Linked DNA regions of Mus musculus: regions 2 and 3 are each linked to region 1. The links are chromatin contacts, called in public HiChIP or PLAC-seq and promoter capture Hi-C maps. All regions are on one chromosome and are shown on one strand. The core of a region is the stretch at or near the end of the contact, and the rest is flanking DNA. Distances in the headings are between cores, read along the strand shown.

Region 1 (3,302 bases), core at 357-2,856:
CAAGTACATTTCTGTGCTGCTGGGGTAGGTTTACTCCTTCGAAATTCAATCTAGGCACAGACGCTTACCTTCTGGAAAGACCACTCTCATTTTGAGATAGCTGGTCGTGAGTCTGATGATGGATGCTTTGTCCAGTTGGGAGGTGATGGCTGAGGGTAAAGGCAGTAATTTAGCCAGTTCATAAAATTCACTGTTTTCTTTCTCCCTCCTCGTTCGGGCAGCATTTTTAGACTTTTCTTTCATCGTGTCTCGGGCTCCCTTTCTTCTTACAACGTAAACTCCACAGACTCATCCAAAACCAAAAGTTAACTTTCAATTAGAGATCACACTCGGTAAAAACATAACTTTAAACAGGAGGCTGAAGTTTGCTCCGGGAAGACACGAATGATGGACAGGGCAATGCGGCAAACAAAATACTTTCTTGAAAACGTGAGGTGTAAGTATAAAAGAAAGCTGCTGGTTCACGGCAAATCCGGGCAATCCTTTGGGACTCTAAGTATAAAATGCTGGAAGGACTCCCGAGGAGCCAACCTTTTCATCTGATCCGCGGTAAGAACCCGGGTCCTTGGGAAATCGACATAATAATACCCGACGTTTGTTTTCCAACTCCTCTGGTTCTGAGCTGGTTTGTAGGAAACAGGAATCGCGGGTAACTTCTTTCAGATCACTACGAAGACAAGAACACCAAGGAATAAGACATCTGTGGCTAAACTCAAACCCACTATAATTCAGCCAACCGGGCCCCAAAGGGCCTCTGCGCTCATACTCTGCTCGTCACAGCCCTGGGTATTTAAAACTTGGGCAGGTCGGTCCCGGGACAGGCTGGGCTTCCGCTCGCCGCGGCCGGGATGTAGCACCGACGGCTAAATGCGCGTCTGCGGAGAGCTCGGCCGGCCGTGCGCGCCAAGCCAGGCTATCCAGCCGTGCAGAATTCCTCCACTGCCCCGGACTCCGGCTGCCTCTCCCCGGCGGGGTTCACGTCTGAGGGGTTCCTGGAGAAGTGCTGCTTATGCATCAAACCCCCGGGGACTCCCGCAGTTGCACACAGGGCACCGCAGCGCAGAGTTAACAGGTGGCACGCGCGACAGCCCCTCGTAGGCATCACCTGGAGCTCTTGGCTCCTCACCTACCTTACGTCCTCGAGAGCCGCGGAGGCTGCTAAGGCTCCCGCCCCCTAACTGCTTTCAAGCCTGCGCGCTTGCGGAGCCTCAGCGGCAGCCTCCCGGCTGTCACCCGCAGCCCGCAGAGTGTGCCTGGGCCACCTTCCCATGGGCATGAATGGGGGAGGGGTAGGTAGCAGCGGGAGGAGAACACAGGCTGGGGACAGGAGAGGTGTTTTCCGAGTCCGAGTCCTCCGTAGTGTTGGGAGCCGGTACTGTTCCTAATTGGGAGCCCAAAGCGCCCCCCTGTAACTTCTTTATAGCTTACCGGGTTTAGCTTCAACTTCGCTCCCAGGTTCCCTTTCTCCCGCCCTTCTCAAACGCCACTCACAAATTTTCTCTCTTCCTATTGGTCATAGGCAACCAAGACGCGGCGCTCATTGGCCAATCGGGGTGAGTGACGAGCATGCTCCCTGCTCCTCCTCCCCCCCCCCCCCCACGCGACTGGGCTCGCGGCTCGGGTCCTACAGTGAGCCTGGCAGCTCCGCTCCTAATGAGCCCCGGGCGCGGGGTCGCCGCTGCCCCGCTGCCGCCGCCGCTCCAAACCCCGAGGTCTTCGGCGTGCCGAGTGACACTCGCGCTCCCTAGACTCGGGTGTCTGCGCACAGCGTGCGGCCTTGCGGGGGCTGGCTAGCCGAGGCTCCAGGAACGCGTGCGAATAGCATCCCAGACAGTGGCCAGGATTTCCCCACGGCTGCGCGCCTCACGCCTGCAGGACTGGGTGAGGGAGAACGACGCTGGACTTATTTTTTATCCTGACACCACTGTGACAAAATTCATCGCTAGATGAAATAAATGCCCGCCTTTATTCCAAAAAGGGCAACGTTTTCGAAATGATTCGGGTTTGTGACTGATGCAAGATGACTAGGTCTGCTGGGCAGTTTCCTATGGGAACCAGCTAGTGGGTAGTCAGTCAGAAGAAGGATGTGATAGAAGAAGCCTAGAGTGTTGGAACAACTGACATATTAGACGTCTTACAGAGTTATTATCTAAACTGTTGGGCAACTCTGCGGACTTTATTTCGAGAAACAAAAAGACCAGCACGAATATTCCTTCTAGAGAGGACACAATAACTGAGTGAACCTGTAACGTTCCCCAACAGTTCTCAGACGAACTGTTCTCAAAGTACTGTTTCTGGGGAAAACTCTAGTTTAGAGACCCTCCTGTTCTAAGCGCTTTCTCTTCCAGTCATCTCATCAGAGGGCAGCAGATCGCGATGAAAAAAAGGCTAAGTTTCCCTTAAGACAATGAAAGCTTACAGACTTCATCCCGGGCCTTAGAAATCAGCAGTGCACCAGAAACCAAGCGCCCTGCTCCTCCTTTTGCCTCTGAGAAAATAATTTCTTTGAAGAGTCGTGTGCCATCCTGATACATGGCTCACCTTTAAGAATGTTCATTGAAAAATAAGACATCTGTCTCCTCCTTGATCCCCCGCCTCCCAATGGCAGTAAGGACATTGGGAGCTCCTAGGACAATGGGAAACATTCTGGGGGTATGGGGAATAATTACACATCCGAGCGGCACCTGGAAAAAGGAAAGGAAAAGAACTAAACTAAGACTGTGTAGGTGTTTCAAAACTGGAACCACCTAACAGGGTTATAATCCAGAAAGGAGTGGTTTCCTCAGTGGTTGTGGCCACTTAGAGGCCTAACTCTGGGTGGGCTCTATCGTAGTCCATCTAATGATACACTGTCCGTGGGAGGTAGAGGTATCCTGTGGCTCTCATCAAGACTCCAAAAAGACCAGATAACATCAAGTTTCTTATTGGGGTGGTGGTGGTAATTGTGGTAGTGACAGCGGCGGCGGCGGTAGCAGCGGTGAATGAAAAACCTTTCGTGACTCCCTTTTCCAATAAACTGCACAGAACTGAGGATGAGAGCAGCCACAAAACTAAACAGTGGTAGGTACCTTAAGGTTAAGCAGTGGTTTTCTGTTCCGACTGTGCCCTGGACAGGATTTGTGCAGCCTGCCTTTACTTCACACCCCATCTCTACTTCAAACGAAGCGCAGGCTGTGGAAGTGCCTCTCTGGGATCTGAAACCTGATCCTACCTTCTGTGGGGGTTGGTGGAGAAGTCTGCGGCGCAAGTCAGGCTTTTCCAGCAGATGCCTTTGAAGAGGTACTGGGCATTTTGCCTCAGTG
Region 2 (3,302 bases), core at 565-3,064, 660 kb before region 1:
GAAGTGGGCTTTGAGGTAGTAATATATAGTCAAGCTATACCCAATATTAGCATTCTGTCTAAACTCCACCCCCCCCCCCAGTTACCTGGCAACAGCCAGGTAGGACTGACCCACTATAAAAGGGACTGCTTGCCCCCTCCTCCCTCTCTTGTTTCTTTCTTGATTTCTAGGGCTCTTATTCCCTTGTTCCCTTGCTCTTCCCTCACCTCCTCCATTCCTTTCCCTCCCCCCTCTCTCTACATGCTCATGGTCAGCCTCTACACACTCTCTCTCTCTCTCTCTCTCTGTCTTTCTGCCTTTCCCTGCCTCTTCTACCCTCCTAACTCCTGACTCCCCTCCCCATGCCCTGAATAAGCTCTATTCTATACTATACCTTCTTGTGGCTGGTCCCTCAGGGGGAAGGGATGTCTTCGCATGGCCCCACTGAGGCATAGACTATCTCCCTTTCTCTTTCTCTTTTTATACAAACACTTTATATGGTGCTGTGACTCGAATAACACCCCGTGTGGACACAGTCTCCTGCTGCTGCTTACAGATCAGGATATAGAACTCTCAGCTCCTTCTCCAGCACCATGTCTGCCTGCATGCTGTCATGCTTCCCACCATGATGATAATGGACTAAACCTCTGAATCTGTAAGCTAGCCCAATGAAATATTTTCCTTATAAAACTTGCCTTGGTCATGGTATCTCTTCACAGCAATAAAACCCTAACTAAGACAACTACTCGGCCACTTATTTGCCTAGTGAGACTGTTCTATTAGTTTCTGTCCCCCCAATTATTTATTTATTTAATTTTATTTTCCTTTTTTATTTGATTCCAAATAACCTCTCTCTAAGTTTTCATTTACCCAATCTAGATTTTTCCTTTGTGTTCATTTTAGCACTTTTCTTTGTTTATTGGGTATTATGTCCCAATTTTTTTCTTAATTTTGAGTCTTCTTATGGTTATTTTTGTGTATGTTTGCCCCCTCAGGAAATTGTTCTCAGTATGTATGTCAGTGTTTATATATATATATATATATATATATATATATATATATATATATATATATATATATATATATATGCAGTCGTTTAGCATTTAAGATCCCTGTTTATACAGCACTACCTGATTGCCTGGTTGTCTTTATCCTGGTTTAGATGATTTCACATTATTTCTCTGGGGCCATGGCTCTTAATGTATGTGCACATTAGCACTCTTCAGTCCTTAGTGTAGCTCCTTGTTATATAGACAAAAGGTAGAGCTGCATTTTCATTACTGTGGCATTGTGCTGTTGTCTCTGGGATGACTGAATCTATTATAGGACAGGTTGGTTGAGTTAAAGTTAAGTAGTAATCAATCAAAATGTTTGCTTTGCTTAATGGGGGGGCGGCATATCACACTGTTTATAATTACACGTTTTGCTGGTAAAGTGTTACTTCAGAGCGGATCCTGGTGTAGCTTTTAGAGTTAGCCTGTAGAAAATGCAAACGTTTCTTCAATGAACCTTGGCAAATTTAATTTCTTAGACTTTGGTCACATATACTCTGAGAATCTAAGATTGTTAAAAAGAAAACCCAAATCATTTCTTTTACAGTCACTAGTTAAGAAACTCCTTAATTCTCTATAGAACCTTACTCGCATGGGAGGAAGTGAAGGAGAAAGAGATTGCGTTAATTACTGTTTTAAGTGTTATTATTTGGTCTGGAGTTTCTTGTATCTTTGGTTCCCTCTGGTGTTCGATTTAGGAAATTGTGGTCCTTTCGGATTCTTTTATTAGTAAGGAGGGGCTGACTGCACAAAGACTCTTGGCTTTTGCGGCTTTGAGCCCTCTCTGCCTTTAGTCTGGGATGTAGCCTGTGGCAGGTGTATTGTTCTTAGGCAGCCTGCAGTGTAAGTAGTTGGGAGAGCTGGTTTGGCTGTCCTGTGCCTTGTTTATAAGGGGGGTGGGGTGGGGGGGGGATATCAGAAATCAGAAAATGTGCACGGGAAGGTTGGCTTGGGGCCGAGATGCCTTTATCAGCCCGTTGTGTCCGTGAGAAAGCTTTGGAAAGTTAGTTGCAGTTTTATCAGTTACTGATCTTCAGTTGTGAACGCTGCTTCTCAGGCAGCCTTTACTTTGGGTCCTTGGTTTTTCTCTCAGGCTCCGCGAACCCAAACTATGTTGTGACATTGGCGCCACCTTGTGTCCCAGCTCAGGGTTGCGTTGTTACCGCTTGTTGCCTAGGTTTACTTGGGGCTTGGGGTGGGAGCCTCTCAGTTAGCTCTCTGTAGACCCCTTAGATTCATTATATGTGTAATTTCCACCCGGACACAGCTTGAGAGTGAAGCCCTAGTTGTTTATACTGGGGGAAGGGGGGCTAGGGGGTGGATTTTCTTTTCAGGTTAGTTCGAGTCTAAGCTGGACATAAGGTGCACCAATTTGTTGCTAAAATTTCCATCCCTAATAGCCTGTATAAATAACACACAGTCCAAATATTTTAATTATAAGTCATATGTTTAGATTGGGCAAATCTAATAGAATACTAAACGTATTTCCCAACTCTAAGACTCCTTGTGGTTTCTCCCGGTCACGTTGTTCTGGTTCATAGTGGCTTTTCATATATTTCTTACACAGCTGTTTTCCAAATGTGCATTCGTCTAGTCTGCTGTAACAGCATAGAGTATGCATCGTTAACAGTGTACTTTCTTGCTAGTAATACATGCATTTTTTGTTAGATATGCTACTATTGATTATGTAGAGTCATAATGGCTTTACACAGGAAAGCTGTCAGAATTTTGTTTTGTTTTTGAGTCAGGGTTTTCTGATTAGCCTTGGCTGTCCTGGAACTCACTTTGTAGACCAGGCTGCCCTCAAACTCACAGAGATCTGCCTACGCTCTGTCTCTGAGTGCTGGGGTTTAAGTCCTGCACTCAGCTTGATTTTTCTTTTTAAAATACTTACATCATTTTGTTGACTTCTGGGTGTTTGGTAAGGGCTAGTATAATATACACTTAAAATATATTTAAGTGGGTCTTTACTTCCTACTCTATCCTTTATCTTAACAGGCAAGCTTCCTCTGATTTGGGACTAAATAGGCTTTCTTTTAATTATTTTCAGTTTGTGTTCTTCTTTCACTTGTCTTTTATGAGAGTTGGATGTACTCAGAATTGGCTGTCATAGTGCATGAAAGATTCAGCCAGAGCCTGAGACAGATAGAAGTGGGTGGGATTTTGTTCAATTGTTCTTGGATCTATCTTCTATGAGTTTTCTATTTTGTCAGAGCATCATTACCAAGAAGTCAAGTTGGCACCAGGGTGAGGGTCTTAAGACATCTGGTA
Region 3 (3,302 bases), core at 426-2,925, 630 kb before region 1:
CTTGGGGCCCTAATGGTTTACTTTGAAAAAATTAGGGTCTTCATAGTAGGCCTGAGCCTCCTGGATACAGTCACTAGGAATAATGGAATAAGACCGAGGTTCTAGTTGTTGGCCTGATTAAGAGACACAGCCAGGGGCATTTGTGTTGTGTTGCTAGAGGATGAAATCCATAGACCTGGCAAGATGGACAAGAGTGAAAGCATTTGCCAAGAATGTTTTCATTAATCACGGATGTGAGTCGGAGGTTTGAAGACTCTCATCCTTGTGGTCATAGTACCAACCACAAATGATGCCAACTAGCTATGCAATGGCATTATTCCTATGACCTGCAGCACAACTTACTGTAAAGCAAAGTCTTTGGTGTCTAAGAGAAGTGTGGGTGTAAAGCTGAAACTTAAAGGAATTGATGGAAGTGCACCAGCAGAAGTGGAGCCTGTGGCTTATTTTGACTCAACACAGGAAACCTCACCCAGCCTGGACACAGACAGGATTGACAGATAATAGCTCTTTCTCAATACCATAGATGGTGGATCATGGTCATTCTTAGTTGGTAGAGTGATTCCTCTGGTTAATTCCAATGAGGATTTAGATTCTGTAATGCTAACAAGTTATGATACCCCCCAAGCAGTCAGCATCCCCCAACATTTTGAGGTACAAGTGGCATTCAGCTGCCTGAGGTTGAGCAATTACAGGTCAGTGATGCTGTTAGATATCTTGGGCTGCACACCCATAACACTGACTGGCTCAGTATGTGCTTACCCTATGCTGACAGGCATGGGTAACCCGGTTGAACCCTGTTTGTGATGGGAATTCGGGATTGCAATCTTCCCCATAAAGGAGGAATTCCCAGTAAATGCCAGTTAATAGCTTGTGTTGACTAAGTCCCTGCCATTTGTACACACTGCCCATCCCTACTACTGAATGGATGGCTTAGAGAGGGCCTCAGATCAGCCCCACCAGGTTGTCTGGTGAAACCATGTTGGCATGTCCTTGGTAAGGAGGGGCACTAGCTGGTGGGGTGGCAGCTGCTGCTGCTGCTGCACTGACTGCAGTGTGCATGTAGTAAAGAGAGAGACAGCAGCATGGGAGATGAGAGGGTATTGTTTTTGTGTGGCTGGTAGTGAATTTGGATGTGGTGGTCACCTATAGGCTTTTTAGGTCTCTTGAAGTATGAAGCTTGATGCTGCCTCCATCCTTCTTCCTCGAATCATGCTGGCTCTCCCTCAGCAAAGTACTGCCTCTCCCTCCAGGAAGATTGTTCCACAACCAGAGCATGCAAGGTAGGCCAGGCTCATGCTGTGGTTGGGCCTTTCTCATGGCTTTCTCTGTCATGTATGACTGGGGGTTGCCTAGTCCAGCACTCGCCTGTAGGATGTGTTCGTGCATCCCTCGATGCATAGGTTTCCCGGGAGGATCGTGAAAGGCTGAGTGTGTTTTGTTCCCAATTCTAAGAAGGGGCAAAGTGTCCACACTTTGGTCTTCGTTCTTCTTGAGTTCATGCGTTTAACAAATTGTATCTTATATCTTGGGTATCCTAGGTTTTGGGCTAATATCCACTTATCAGTGAGTACATATTGTGTGAGTTCCTTTGTGATTGTGTTACCTCACTCAGGATGATACCCTCCAGGTCCATCCATTTGCCTAGGAATTTCATAAATTCATTCTTTTTAATAGCTGAGTAGTACTCCATCCATGTAGCTGTTTTGTTCTCTCTCAAATTCACTTTTATTTTTAAAAGTTTACATATCTAGGTACATATTTCTAAATATATAAATGCAGTCTGCTTAATTTGTATAATGTTATTTATATGTCTATATTATAGAGCTGACCACATTTCTAGGAGATGCAATCTCATACCACACTTCCTGTTCCTCTGGTTCTTAGAATCCTTCTTCCCCTTATTGCATGATGATCTCTGAGCATTAGTTGCAAAAGAGTGTTAGATCCAGATGGATGCCCTGGATCTGGGCATCACATGATCACTGTTCTTTACTTTTACAGGTTTCAGTTTGTGTAATGTGCTTGTCTGTGGTGAATACACACACACACACACACACACACACACACACACACACACACACACACACACACAACACCAAAACACCTGCAGGCTCTGTGCATGCTGCTCTCCTGTCTCTGTGAGTTCCTGTGAGCTTTAATTGTGTTTTCATAGCAATGGTTCTCACCCTCTGGGTCACTACCTCTTTGGGGGACACATGACATTTTCACATGGGTCACATATCAGATATCCTGCATAACGGAGAATTACCTTATAATCTGTGACAGAATCAAAACTACAGTTATGAAATAGCAACAAAAATAATTTTATGGTTGGGGGGTCACCAAAAGATGATGAAATGTGATAAAGGGTCCCAGCATTAGAAAAGCTGAGAACCAGTGGTTTAGAGCATCTTGTTCAGGTGTTGATCTCCATTCCCTCAGGCTCGTAGACCCTTTTTGGCTCCTTTACCTCTGGGTTCACTGAGCTGTAAGGGGGTGGGTTTGAGGAAGGGATCTGTTTAGGAATGAATGCTCAGGTACTTACTCATGTGCATATAAAGAATGTCATTAGGAGTCATTTTTATTGCTACTTTTCAGTTTTCAAAGTACAATGTTTTTTTACACTATAATCCTAGTATACCTTGTGTCTGGTTCTCGGCCACCCAAGTGCTGTTGAGGACAGGTTCTGTCTTATGTAGTGGGCTTTAATTCAGCTGTGATTTCAGTTGGTTACTCTCACAACCTTTTGCCGCCACTGACCTTGCAGATATTGTAGGCATGACTCCAATGTAGATTGAAGACTTTGTGGCTGGGCTGGTGCTTATGTTTCTCTTTTGGTGGCATGCAAAGTAACTTTTTGTATCAAAGATGCCAGATTCCATTTACCTATGTATTTTGTGATGCCTCACTATATAATGGTCTAGTAATATTTCATTGTGTAAATATTTTGTTTATCAACTCTTTTTGTTGAGGAATGTATGTATTTGTTTACAAATTGTAGTTATGATGAACAGAACAGCAGTGAATATGTTTGTGCACTGGTGTGAATTCTCTGTGTAGTCGGCAGATCCAATTTTCCATTTTCAGTGTGTTGAGTTGTCTTTTGCAATAGGACCTTGCTGTCAGTTGGTGGAGAGTAGCACAGTCTTGGTGACAGCCTGAGTTGTTTGGAGATCTCCATGGGACCAGTGTGGACGCCATCTCTGTTAAGATGTAACCTGTTCTTAGGACTCGAAACTTATTTTTGTGAGAAGAGATAGCCTGTTAGAAATCTGTCTCCTCCAATATAAGGTCATTTTATT

What was found. Promoter capture Hi-C pulls out the DNA fragments that hold promoters and counts their contacts. HiChIP or PLAC-seq counts read pairs in DNA pulled down with a chosen protein or histone mark.
Region 2: a promoter capture Hi-C map of embryonic stem cells shows a contact between it and region 1, with 3 times the contacts expected there. The contact joins the enhancer-like site here to the promoter of A230054N11Rik in region 1. A contact is called at or near these places in 8 of 39 promoter capture datasets (the C10 cell line, the HPC-7 cell line, HPC-7-derived erythroid cells and 5 more), 1 of 15 datasets of contacts at CTCF or cohesin (stem cell-derived epiblast-like cells) and 1 of 9 other capture datasets (macrophages).
Region 3: a contact with region 1 is called in an H3K4me3 HiChIP or PLAC-seq map of bone marrow-derived macrophages, with 3 times the contacts expected there. The contact joins the enhancer-like site here to the promoter of A230054N11Rik in region 1. A contact is called at or near these places in 1 of 484 Hi-C or Micro-C datasets (bone marrow-derived macrophages), 5 of 115 datasets of contacts at active chromatin or transcription factors (bone marrow-derived dendritic cells, bone marrow-derived macrophages, embryonic stem cells and 1 more) and 1 of 9 other capture datasets (macrophages).

The regions. Positions count from the first base shown.
Region 1 is chr10:50,892,838-50,896,139 of GRCm38.p6, reverse strand. It overlaps A230054N11Rik (a long non-coding RNA gene), which reads left to right and starts at 1,606. Exons shown (of 2, transcript XR_871640.2): 1 at 1,606-3,060. It overlaps Sim1 (single-minded family bHLH transcription factor 1), which reads right to left and starts at 489. Exons shown (of 11, transcript NM_011376.3): 1 at 69-489. The coding sequence starts at 243.
Region 2 is chr10:51,552,398-51,555,699 of GRCm38.p6, reverse strand. No RefSeq gene overlaps it. Among named protein-coding and RNA genes, the nearest start is that of Gm46224, 26 kb to the right of the region's middle. Within about 2 kb of position 1,814, at least 49 of the 459 cell types and tissues checked have an H3K27ac peak or open chromatin away from gene starts, as enhancers often do. A contact at or near this core is called in embryonic stem cells, where this site is marked.
Region 3 is chr10:51,518,819-51,522,120 of GRCm38.p6, reverse strand. It overlaps Gm40645 (a long non-coding RNA gene), which reads left to right. Exons shown (of 3, transcript XR_871642.2): 3 at 1,159-2,099. Among named protein-coding and RNA genes, the nearest start is that of Gm40645, 5.8 kb to the left of the region's middle. Within about 2 kb of position 1,675, at least 32 of the 459 cell types and tissues checked have an H3K27ac peak or open chromatin away from gene starts, as enhancers often do. A contact at or near this core is called in bone marrow-derived macrophages, where this site is marked.